Regions from separate parts of the Zea mays genome. Here all the other regions are linked to region 1. A link is a contact called in public Hi-C data. All regions are on one chromosome and are shown on one strand. Each heading gives the region's core, a stretch centred on a gene start, on an enhancer-like site or on the middle of the called end of the contact. The rest is flanking DNA. Distances are from core to core; before and after follow the strand shown.

The links. A called contact is a pair of places that touch in the nucleus more often than the background predicts.
Region 2: a contact with region 1 is called in a Hi-C map of leaf, with 9 times the contacts expected there. The contact joins the promoter of LOC542209 here to the promoter of LOC100272648 in region 1. A contact is called at or near these places in 4 of 25 Hi-C or Micro-C datasets (all in leaf).
Region 3: a contact with region 1 is called in a Hi-C map of tassel, with 4 times the contacts expected there. The contact joins the promoter of LOC103636668 here to the promoter of LOC100272648 in region 1. A contact is called at or near these places in 6 of 25 Hi-C or Micro-C datasets (bundle sheath, ear, leaf and 2 more).

What each region holds. Positions count from the first base shown.
Region 1 is chr8:181,728,133-181,732,121 of Zm-B73-REFERENCE-NAM-5.0, reverse strand. It overlaps LOC100272648 (putative translation elongation factor family protein), which reads left to right and starts at 1,900. Exons shown (of 3, transcript NM_001359665.1): 1 at 1,900-2,037; 2 at 3,376-3,511. The coding sequence starts at 3,421.
Region 2 is chr8:181,576,323-181,580,311 of Zm-B73-REFERENCE-NAM-5.0, reverse strand. LOC542209 (NADP malic enzyme 4) reads left to right here and starts at 2,226. Exons shown (of 19, transcript NM_001111822.1): 1 at 2,226-2,560; 2 at 2,809-2,929; 3 at 3,013-3,087; 4 at 3,204-3,355; 5 at 3,450-3,555; 6 at 3,669-3,734; 7 at 3,841-3,936. The coding sequence starts at 2,226.
Region 3 is chr8:181,879,584-181,883,572 of Zm-B73-REFERENCE-NAM-5.0, reverse strand. It overlaps LOC103636668 (proline-rich receptor-like protein kinase PERK9), which reads left to right and starts at 2,340. Exons shown (of 8, transcript XM_008659022.4): 1 at 2,340-3,989. The coding sequence starts at 3,124. It also overlaps a transcript of LOC100191576 not described here.

The DNA of each region.
Region 1 (3,989 bases), core at 651-3,150:
TAATAAAGTACATATTCCACTATTTACTTTGAGCAATGTGTGATGAAGTCTAATTATGTAATCACTGTGTACGCGAGTTTCTGATCCTGTCACGTACATGATTCACATTCAGTTTGCCTTCTAAAACCGGGTGTGACGATTAAGAACAACATAAATTAAGGAATTGTCTTCCAATCTGAATGCAAAAAATATGCATGTAGTAAACTGATATATGAACTCTGTGTTCAAGCATAAAATCGTACAATTTTTAGCGTAAATAATACATGTGGTAGGCATAAAACACAATAATCGAAAGACAACAAGAATCGGAGGAGGTAGTCGTTGGAGGACGTCGTCGACGACACAAGCATAGATGGAAGTCGTCACTCAGGCCGCCCGAACTGCGTCGGATCAGAGGATGTCACGCGCGAAGCGCGACCCTCGCTGCATGCACCTCGTGCCTTACGTGACGTCGCTCGAACCTCGTGCCTCGTGCGGCGCCGTCGTTACTCGCACGTCGGGATCTGTCGCCGCGCGCGCTCTCGGGCAACCTCCGCCGTCACGCACGCCTGGGTGGACGCTGACGCTACTGAATTCGGATGGAGTGTGAAAAAATGAACTCTAGCACTTCAGGTCTTCTTTTATAGACATCCGGACCTGATCCAGCTCGACTGAATTGCACCATCTGATCTAGGCTTCCTCTAGTTATTGAAAACTCAAGGCTCGTTATATACAATCTATATATATTCACAATTTCATCCGAAAACCGATGAAAGAAGGCCCACATGTACTTTTAATTTTGCACTTCGAGAAAATCGATTTTTTTTTAAAAAAACTGCTCCGTAAATTTGGCTATTTGATTTAGCTTTTGGTTTAACGGAGCAAAAGACAAAACCAATAAACACACCCATAAATTATATACACGCAGTTAGAGATGGCAATAGGCCCCGATTTCGATTCACCGTGAGGAATTCCTCCATTAGGGGATGGGGATGAGGAAGGTAAACGGGGACGTGGATGGGGAAACATTCGCCGTCTCCGTTTCCCGCGGGGACCCGTTAAACTTATATATGATGGTGTTTTCATGTAATATATAATGATAAAAATAAATAATCACATTGTTAAGAGATAACTCGTCGTACAAATATGTTTATTTTTTGATGTACACATAATAAGTTCTAACATCTGACAATGTATATAAATGGCAATGTTTTATATTAATAATAAAGAAAGTATGTTATAAGTATAATTTAAGCGGGGACGGGATCCCCGATGGGGATTTATCCCCACGGGGACCGGGGATGGAGAAGAAATACCCATTCAGAGCTTGTTCGGTTATTTTCAATCCATATGGATTGGAGGGGATTGATATGAATTGAGAGAGATTTTGACTTAATAGAGATTGAACCCCCCTCAACCCCTTAGGCCCTGTTCGTTTACATCGGATTGCAACCGGAATTATTCCGGCTAATCAAAGTTTATATAAATTATAGAAGCAATCCGGCTCGGAATCGTTCCGACCCACCAAAACGACACAAACGAACAAGGCCTTAATCTATATGGATTGGGGTAGAACCGAACATGACCTTAAGAGTTTGTGGGGATCCCAGCAATTTTTTTTTTGTCGCAGGGACAAATATAGAAAACCAAAACCAGGGACAGATATAGGAAGCCAAAACCCGAGAGAGATTTCACCGTTGCCATCTTTACGTGCAGTGCAGATAAGGTTACCTCGCGTCGTGACTCGTGAGGCGGTGAGCCTTCTGCCCTGCTGGCTTCTTTCTAGTCACCGCCTTGGAAAGGAGCCAGTGGGCTTACTCAACGGGCCGAATGGTTGCCCGAGAGTGACGAGCAGCCCAGCAGCTGCCCGCCGCTAATCTGCGTCGACAAAACCAGGCGGGTCAGTGGCCGAATATTCGCCCCCGTAGGATATTTCTTCCGCCCTGCGCCAGCTCCGCTGCTATAGATATATCTTTACAGGCTGCCACTAGGGTTTTAGTGCTTCTCTCCCGGCGGCGCCTCCACATCTCGTCTCTCAGATCGGGAGGCGAAACCAAGGTTACTGGCTCTCTCTCCCCTCTTCTCTGGTTGCTAGAGCTAGAGCTAGCTGATCGGTATTTCTAGTTGGCTTCAAGGCGTTTTGGTTCCATCTCACGGTGTCTTGTGTTGATTGGATTGAATCAGAGGTTTTCAATTGCTTGTGGTTCGAATCTGATGTTTGTGTGGGTACTCGAGGTAATTTAGGTGGATTTGGGTTTACTGGCTTCCGACTGTTCTCTCTGTGATTGGTCTGTCCGATCTGTAGAGATAAGATAAGTTGCAGTCCTGGTTCAATCCAGATGTCTTAGATTTCTCGATTCTTCAATTTTTTTTGCGTGTACCAGTTAGTTTGCACCTTATGTTTAAGATGAATCAGGTCTGCTGTGATCCTTGGGTGACACCAATTTGTTAACTCAGATCTGCTGTTTTGCCATGCCTAATTGTAGCTGGTATAGTCTGATTTAGTTCGAACGATTTGTTTTTCTGTTGGTAGGTCTCAGATCCATGTTATGTTTATGATCCGTTTTAGGTGGTAATTGTTATTTTTTTACGGTCCATTTTTTATGCTCAGGACATTAGCATTCATTGATATTTGCTAGTCCAAGTCTACATGAATTTGTTGAGTAATCTATGCTTTCCTTTTTGGAATCTTTGATTTTCATGAAGGCTAGGATCTTCTGCCAGCTGAAATGTTTGTCTAAAATATTTTCTGGTGTTTCCATGTAATTTGATATGCCATTAATGTGATAATCTGTCTGTACAAGTCTATAAGATTGTTTTTGGTTCACAATTGTAATACATATGGTACACCCATCAGTTGTGCCTTAACCAGTTAACATCTACTGTTTCTTGTTCCACTTATCAGTATTAATTCATTCATTATTTTAGAGATTGATCATCGCTTTGATGCTTTCTTAAACAAGTTGTGTAGTTTGATGAGGTTCTACCCTCTGTTCAAAACTAAGATACCTCTTTGCTTCAGTGTGCTTACAATATCTTGTCGAGTGAAATTTAGAATAATTAACCTTGATAAAGTTTCCAATGACTTCCTGAAAGGGTTAATATCTTGTTTCAAACATTAGACAGTTAAATAAATATTTGCTTCTCTTTTGATCCTGACAAATATAGTCCTTGTTGTTCTTTAGTGCAGATGTTAGACTCAAAGTTTGCTGTATTCATGTTCTTTAATTCTTAGCCTTGAATAGGAGTGCATTGAAAACAGCTATCCACATGACTGAACCTTGACTTGTGGCTTCTGTTGGGTTTCAACTCTAACCTACCTCAACTTGCTTGGGACTAAAAGGCATTGCTGTTTTTTTTTTAATTCTGACAAGCATTTTGTAACTTCAACTGCAGGCATACATATACATATTTGTAGTGGTACCATCATAACAAGTAAAGATGGTGAAGTTCACGGCTGAAGAGCTCCGTGCCATCATGGACAAAAAGAACAACATTCGTAATATGTCTGTTATTGCTCATGTGGACCATGGTATGTTCAAAACACTACTTTGTTAGATGTTATATAGTCCTTAATATTTTTGAGCCTCTTTGTTTTTAAAATTTATTTCGTTTTCAATGTTTAAGAGCTAATGCTTTTACTGATGCTGTATTATCTGGTTTGTGCCAAGTTACTTATGGTCACTTGTTCATTCATGGATAAAAAGGCTTACTGTTTTTTCATCTTGTGATGAATGTATTGCTTTTCTAGGTATTATCATCGGTAATATTATCTGTTAGTAGCGAGGGATTTGCAATTTTGCCACTTAGAGCTTTGTTCTCTTTGGTATTATGCCACTGCGTCTATGGTTTCTGGGTTCATCTATGTCTACGGTTTGTGGACCCGATGGGAAATTAACTAAGCCCAACATTCTAAGTGGCAAATTTGCAAATCCCTTTGTATTTTTGGGACTTCAAACAATGTGCTTCAGACTTTTGCCATTCGTAACATTGACTTCGTAAAAAATAAG
Region 2 (3,989 bases), core at 977-3,476, 150 kb after region 1:
CACATGTCTCAAAACTCCACAAAAAACTATTGGGAAAAATTTAGAGAAAGAATACATGGCTCACGCTTGCTGTGTTGCATGATTTGTCTCATTAAAAACCTTACGTGAGAGACTTATATTGAAAACTCACTTAAGGGAAAAAGAGTGCAAATCACCATTTTCTTCATTTAATCTTAAGGTTATAATTTGATACTTGAACTTCATGCTCAAGATTCAATTAGGAGTATGCAAATTTCTCCCCTTTAGAACCACACTTTTAAGTCTTCTATAATTGCTTCAAGTCCATCCTTTCAATGATGGATGCAATGCTTAAATAGAGATCTACAAGATCCTCTTGTGACTTATTATGCAAAATTCTAACGTGGTTCATCATATGCCTTCTTGATCATATATTAATGGGATTTTCATACATAGCACATATCCTAGTATTACCTGTGCAACACAAGCTTCTTTATTTCAAAAATTGGTAGTGGGGTTTCCTTAATCCACATTGCTTTTATTGTGGAATGTTCCTTATTCAAAGTATACATCTTCACAAAATCTTTATGCTAGACTTTGGTTCCTATATGAGTTTGTCATTGTTGACACAAAGGTCTACTTTCTGACTTTAATTCAATTCTGATTTGCCACAAAGGGAATTCATATTCACATCTAGATTCATGTCTTGATCTTCAATTTAAAATTTCTCTGCTCTTTGGATGTATTAGAGGACATTCATGATCCATACACAAGGTATTTGCTTATACTTAGTGCCATTACCGATCCAACACAATGACACATATAGTGTCTACCTTTCGTGTTATCTTCATGGTGTATCGACATGATTTTTTCTCCCTCTCATCCTTAGGTTCTTATAGGTCTAGGTTCTTCACAAATAATTGGCCAATTAATAGCATTTTCATAATACACATTTTTATATTGAACCCCTTTCAACATGATAAGGTATATATTTCAAATATTCACTTAAGCATGCCTCAAGCTATATGGCTAAGCTGTGGTTTGCTCATACTTCAAGTATGGTTGCTTCTGTTCATCATTCTTTCAATACTTGCAGTAATTTTTCAAAGTTACACTATGCATTAATTCTATTTGCCTTTCCTAGGTTATGGGCAACCGTGGTGCAACACGACAAAGATGCATATGCAACACGACTGGGTGAGAATGGCATGAAGCGAGGGAAGGGGTGAACCTTATATGCTATTTGATTCACATATTTGTAACATAACAGGTAACTGGTAACGTTAAACTATATTTGTTTAAGTCCAATGTAATAAAGTAACACACTAAAAATTGATATCGATATATTCAAACTTTGTTACTGCTGGTACTCGAGCGTGAATCATAATTGTTGTCATTTACGTTGCATTTCGTGAACCAAACAACACCTTAATGTGAGTTTATAACGCAATTCACAAATATCAGGACATGTATGACAAGTTGACAACTCAAAACAAGGACAGAATTAGTAACTTAAAATAAGTCTACAGCGCCGAGCATGCAATTTAAATACTAACTCAGAATAAGTTTAGAAAGGTAAATATGTTATTTAAAAATATAGGGACCCGAGATAAGAATTTAGGACAAGCTCAATGATCGCCCAAAAAATCCAAGAAAAAACTCTAAAGTTAAACTTCTCAGAAAATTGTAAAAATATTTATATATAATAATTTAGCTAAGAAAAGGTCTTTGTAAAATTTAGATATTGCTTTATTACTATTGCGACTGTTTAAAAAATAAATATAAAATTAATAATAGTAATTATAAGAAAAAATACTTAACTTTCTTAATAAAATCAATAAAATTTCAGTAGTTTAGTAATATTGTTATTTAGCTCTAGTAAAAAATAATCTTAAAGATAAAAAATAAATTAGAGACAAAAATATTAAAATATTTTTATATAGTTTTTTAATAAAATAAGCTATTACTTCTAAAATTACAGAAAATTAGAGTAAATACAGTATCTAATTATCTATTGTAAAATTATATAAAGTTTAGTCGCTAGTAGAAGACAGAATTAAAAAAAGACAAAATTGATACTATTTATTAATGTCACATTAAAATTGTTTAGAGGGTTATCTATCTGATTTTGTAAAAGTTTTAAACAGCCAGTTTTGAAAAATCAGAGGGCAAGACATTCTAGAGCCGGCCTACCGCGGGGTACGTGGCGACACCTCTCCTGCAACGTGTCCGGCGCGGACGACAGGCATCGCCGTCGCCGTCACCCAATGGCCTCGGTGTCCGTCGTGCTGCTACAGCGCTCCTCCTCGCGCGTCCGAGGATATATACGGCTCCAGCGCATCGCCAGCTCTTCAGTTACGTTGGTTTTGGAGGGCGAGGGGCATTGGTGGTGGAGCAACAGCCGCGGCCGCGACGAGAGGTTTGGCGCAAGAACGGTGCACCATATGGCGGGATCAGTAGAGGGGGAAAACGGCGGCGTGCCGGTGGGTGGTCAAGTTGCGATGGCGCCGGGCGTGGTGACCGGCGGTGTGGAGGATGCCTATGGCGAGGACCGCGCGACCGAGGACCAGACTGTCACACCGTGGGCCGTCTGCATCGCAAGGTATGCGGGTTTCATTCTGCTGCTCAGGTATCCTCTGATTCTACTGTAAATATTAAGATGACCACGTATCGGATGAACTCTGAAGTTGAGATTCCTTTCGATGTACCTGTCCATTTCATCATGTGTCACATTCATATACGAAAATCGTGGAGTAATCTAGTCATGAACTTGGACGAAACTCAACTGGTGTTGTTCTGATGTATGCATGACTTCAAGACTGTGATGTTTTGTCATTACCGGGATTTCAGTGGTCACTCCCTGCTGAGGGATCCAAGGCACAACAAAGGGCTCTCTTTCACGGAGAAAGAGCGGGACACGCACTACCTGCGAGGATTATTGCCTCCGGTAGTGCTATCTCAGGACCTCCAGGTCTGGTACTTCTACTTTCTTACCTGCCTTTCTCTCGTTGGCAGTTGATGATTTCACTCACTGAAGCGTGTCATCTTCTACAGGAGAAGAGGATGTTGCAGAATGTTAGGCAGTTCCAGGTCCCGTTGCAGCGCTACACTGCGCTAATGGACCTTCAGGTAAGCCCATCAGACTTATCCAAGAGAAAATTTGTGTTCACAAAGTTGCAGCTAGCCAAATTATATTTTCAGTCTCTAGTGCTTTTGTTTTGTTGAACGATGCATTTGTTTTCCAGGAGAGAAATGAGAGGCTATTTTACAAGCTCTTGATTGACAATGTCGAAGAACTGCTTCCTGTTGTGTATACACCAACAGTGGGGGAAGCTTGCCAGAAGTATGGGTCGATCTTCAGACGACCGCAGGGTTTATACATCAGCCTCAAGGAGAAGTGTGTAGTCCCTCCACCTCTCCTCACAGTAATTGCTTATATCTGCTGAGAGCCTTAAAGGATTAAGGGTGCTTATGATGTGCTTTAATGCTAGGGGAAGGATCTTGGAGGTACTGAGGAACTGGACAGAGAAGAGTATTCAGGTTATTGTGGTCACTGATGGTGAGCGCATTTTAGGCCTGGGAGATCTTGGTTGCCAGGTTAGTTTATTGTCCAGCCATTTTTGCTCTGTCAGGAATCATTTGTGCATCTGAATTTTTGGCTAAGTGTAGAGTTTGTTGCTTATAATGTTCTCTGTGTGAAATGTGCATAGGGCATGGGAATTCCTGTGGGGAAGCTTGCACTGTATACTGCTCTTGGAGGTGTACGGCCATCCGCTGTGAGCTTTAACATGTGAATATACAGTTTTAAATTAGTCTATGTGAGCATACAGTTTTTTATTAGCAGTCTCATGATGTAATATTCTCCTCCATGTTGATTCATAGTGCTTACCTATTACCATTGATGTGGGAACAAATAATGAAGACCTACTGAAGGATGAATTCTACATTGGCTTAAAGCAAAGAAGAGCAACTGGCCAGGTTCCATGCTACTTGTATTGGCTATGCTCGTTCAATTATCATGATTCATGTTA
Region 3 (3,989 bases), core at 1,091-3,590, 150 kb before region 1:
GGGGCTCGGCTGCCCGCGGTGCAAGGTAGGAAAATTTGATGTGATGGCAGGTGACTGAGGGGTGGCAAACAACATCTAGTCTTAGCCAGGCTTATTTTGTACATGGACGCAAACATGGTGAGTTGCAGCGGCAAAAGCAGGTCAGGCTTGATCATGTTGGGCGGGCCGAGCGGTACAGAATCACAAACACGCCCTACCTGTCCGTGCACAAAATGCGGTTCAAGCGCTGCGATCTAAATTATAGTTAAGTCTTTTTTTGGTTGTTGTTGTTGTTGTTCATCTTTGTGCTCTTAACAAGCAGGGGTCAACTGAAATGCTTGATCGCAGATTACCAGATATTTATAACATATGTAACGATATATAAGCATGCAAACTCTACTTGGGATGGTTTGATTTGCCTGGCTAAGCATGATCTCGAACTGTACATTTACACCGCTAAAGTTTACTTGGAGTGAACGAGGGTGTAAACAAAAATGTGTAACCAACGGCTTATGATTTATTAGTTTAGAACAAGAGACAACAACAGTCTTAGGCCCTGTTTGTTTCAGATTATAATCTCTCCAGATTATATAATCCAGCGCAAATAATCCAATAGGTAAACAAACAGCTAGATTATGGGTTCAGATTATATAATCTAAAGCCCAGATTATGATAATCTCATAATCTCCTCAAGTGTAGCTTATTTGAGATTATTTTGGCAAAAGACTCACTACCCATGGTTATGTAAATAGAAATTACAATATATGCCATCCTTCTTTTCCCACCTCAAATAAACAAGCAAGGGTATTGTTGTCTTTGTGAATAATCTATATTTATATAATCTAAACTACCAAACAACTACATGTAGATTATAATATATCTAGATTATAATCTAAATTATATATAATTTAGATTATAATCCAGATTATATAATCTATAAGCTGAAACAAACATGCCCTTAGAGTAAGGCCCCGTTTCAATCTCACGGGATAAACTTTAGCTTCCTACTAAACTTTAGCTATATGAATTGAAGTGCTAAAGTTTAGCTTCAATCACCACCATTAGCTCTCCTGTTTAGATTACAAATAGCTAAAAGTAGCTTAAAAAAAGTTGCTAAAGTTTATCTCGCGAGATTGGAACAGGGCATAAGATTGGTGAGAACGGGGAGCGGGAAAAGAATCCCATGGAATGGAATGGACGGGCAGAGGCTATCTTGTCGTGTTTGCCTTGCCTCCAGCTCCAAGCCCGGCCATGCAGGCGGTGGTCAGCTCAGCTGGCGGAACCACAAATGGATCGGTCGACGAGCGGTCTTCTCGGCAGCTTGTGTTTTCTGGTGCGGTCGAGGCAAAACATTGCAGGAGTAGTAGGAGTAATTAAAGTCAAGCCAATAGCCTACAACATGGTCGGGGCTGATCCATTACGTCCATAAAATAAATAAATAAAAGGAATCTGAAGGTACCTTACGAAAAACAAAACACTGGTCCTTTTTTCTAAAAAACGTAGCCCACCATAATCCAGCCAGCTCTACCCCTCATTCCGCGATACTTTTTTTTACAAATAACCTCTAACAACTATTTCAAATTAACCTGTTGCACGCCTATAGATAACCAAACGGCGGTCTGGCACGGGCCAGACACCATGCCCTGTTAGAAAAAGTGCGGGAGACAATGAGTGAAGATATCTAACTAGTAGAACATCATGCTTAGATATTTTTAATTTGGATATAAATTGTATATATGCATATACGTTTTTTGTAAAATAAAAAATATAATCGTGTCGAGCCGAGTCACACTACAAACCGAGGCTACAGCCCAAGCACGACACACACGTTCTTGGTTCTTGCAAGCAATAGATCGTTTCTGAGATCACATTGGCGTAATTGACTCAATGATGTTTGGGGTTGCTGAATTGGGTGGAGCAACAATGATTTGTCACACTACAGTAAAATGAAAGGTTATTTGTAGGTTTTAAACATTAGTAATTACTACGAAGTAGCATAATTTATATGGAGCACATACAATTTTTATTGATGTCTGACTTTAGTAACCACTCCATATTTTGATCTATCTTTTTATAAGTTTGAGTTTATGTGACTTATTATGTCATTCTATATCTCTGTTCGTTTAGTTAGTCATTGTGAACTTTCTTCTAATCGCTCACTTCATTGGTCGTGTTTTACCAAGACATATTAGATAGAGTAAATAATAACATCAGTTAGCCAAATAAAAAAATATTATATGAAGAGTAGAGACAATCAATAAAAAGTATTGAATTTTTTTTTAAATAGTCTATATAGGTATTGTTGTAAGCGATCGCAACGCACGAGTAACCGACTAATTTTATTTAACTTTTCTGTCTAGCCAAAGTCCGCGCGCCGCCGTCAACTCAACACGGCGGGTTCGTTCGTGCGGCGCCCCCAGAGTCTCCCATGGTTCCACCACCCCGCACCGCGGGGCGGGACGCCGAGTCGCGAGACCAGCTGTGGCCTGTGGGTGCGGTGCGGACCGCCGAGACAGACACTAGCGACAGCTCCCGATGCCCCTCCACCCTCCTCTTCGTAACAATGAGTAAAAAGTAAACTTGTTTTTCCTTCGAAAAAAAGGAGATATAGATAGAGAGAGAGAGAGAGAGAGAGAGAGAAAATTATACCACTCCTCTCTGCTGTCCAAGGCAGGGGCCAGGGGCGGGCGGACAGCGGAGGCAAGAGGCGCGAGCTCGGCCCAAGGCGCTGAGGGAGACAGCCAGCCGCTGCATTGCGCTACTACATTGGCCAGGAGGGCTCGCCGCCGGGGGGAGGCTCGGATCTCGCCGTCTCTGGCCACCCGTACCTGCTGCCGCGTGCTTCACTTGGTGCCGCTTTCCGCGCCTACTGGCGGGCGGCCTCGACTCCAGCGCGGCGTGATCTGGCGCGCGCCACCGACGCCGCTCGCGTGGGGAGGCCTGGATCTTGGCGCGCCGCGAGACCCCGGGGAGGACGGCGACGGCGCGCTCATCAGTCGCCCGCAGTCCGCTGAGCTGCTGCCGACTGCGCCCGGCGGCCGGGAGATCTGGCCGACGGCGCGGCGCTGCAGATCCCGTCCTGCCTGCGCGCGTGGGCACGGCTCACTGCTGCTGTGGAGGCTGTTACGCGCGGTGGTGGTACCGATGGGCTACGGGTACGTGGAACCCTTCCTGCCCCCACAGCAGCAGCAGCAGCAGGGGGGCTACGGGCAACTGCAGGCGCAGCTGGCTCCGCGGCCGCCGGCTTGCCCGTACTCGTCGTCCGCCTCCGCTCCGCCGGTCTCCGCGTCCTACCATTCTTCGCCCCCGCCAACGTCGCCTCCGCCGCTAAGCAGCCCACCTCCGGCGTCCCCTTTACCGGAGCCATCGCCGCCGTCGTCTCCGCCGCCGGCATTGTTGCCTCCTCCGCCGGACGCTCCCCCTCCGTCGCTTCCCCCGTCACCGCTGCCACATCCAACCCCGTCACCGCCTCAAGCCCCGCCGCCCCCGCTGCCGACGGACCAGCCGCGCGTTCAGCCCCGCGTATACCCATCACCGCCACCGCCGTCGCTTCCTCCTCCTCCTCCGCCGCCTCCCACCGTCTCGCCGCCATCGCCGGGTCCATCCAACTCTCCATCGCCGTCGCCGTCGCCTGCTCCAGCTACACAAGCTCCAGCTCCGGCTCCTGCGCGTGTTGCTGCCTATTCGCCTCCCCCGCCAAAAATCGCCCCTCCCCCGCCACCGCACTATCGCGGCAAGTCGCATTACACGCCGCACTCGCCCGTGAAGTCGCATTCGAACTCGACCCATGCAGCTAGCGGCAGCGGCAACAACATCGAGATATCGAGGGAAGCGGCCACCACCATCGTAGCACTGGCCGGTCTCGCTATGCTCAGCTTTATTGGCGCCACCATTTGGTTCGTCAAGAAAAAGCGCCGGCGCATTGAGCCCCCGGCGACACTGCCTACACAGCAACCAGCTCCTCCGCCACCGCCCAACTACATTCCATCTTCGGCTGGATCCTCACTAGC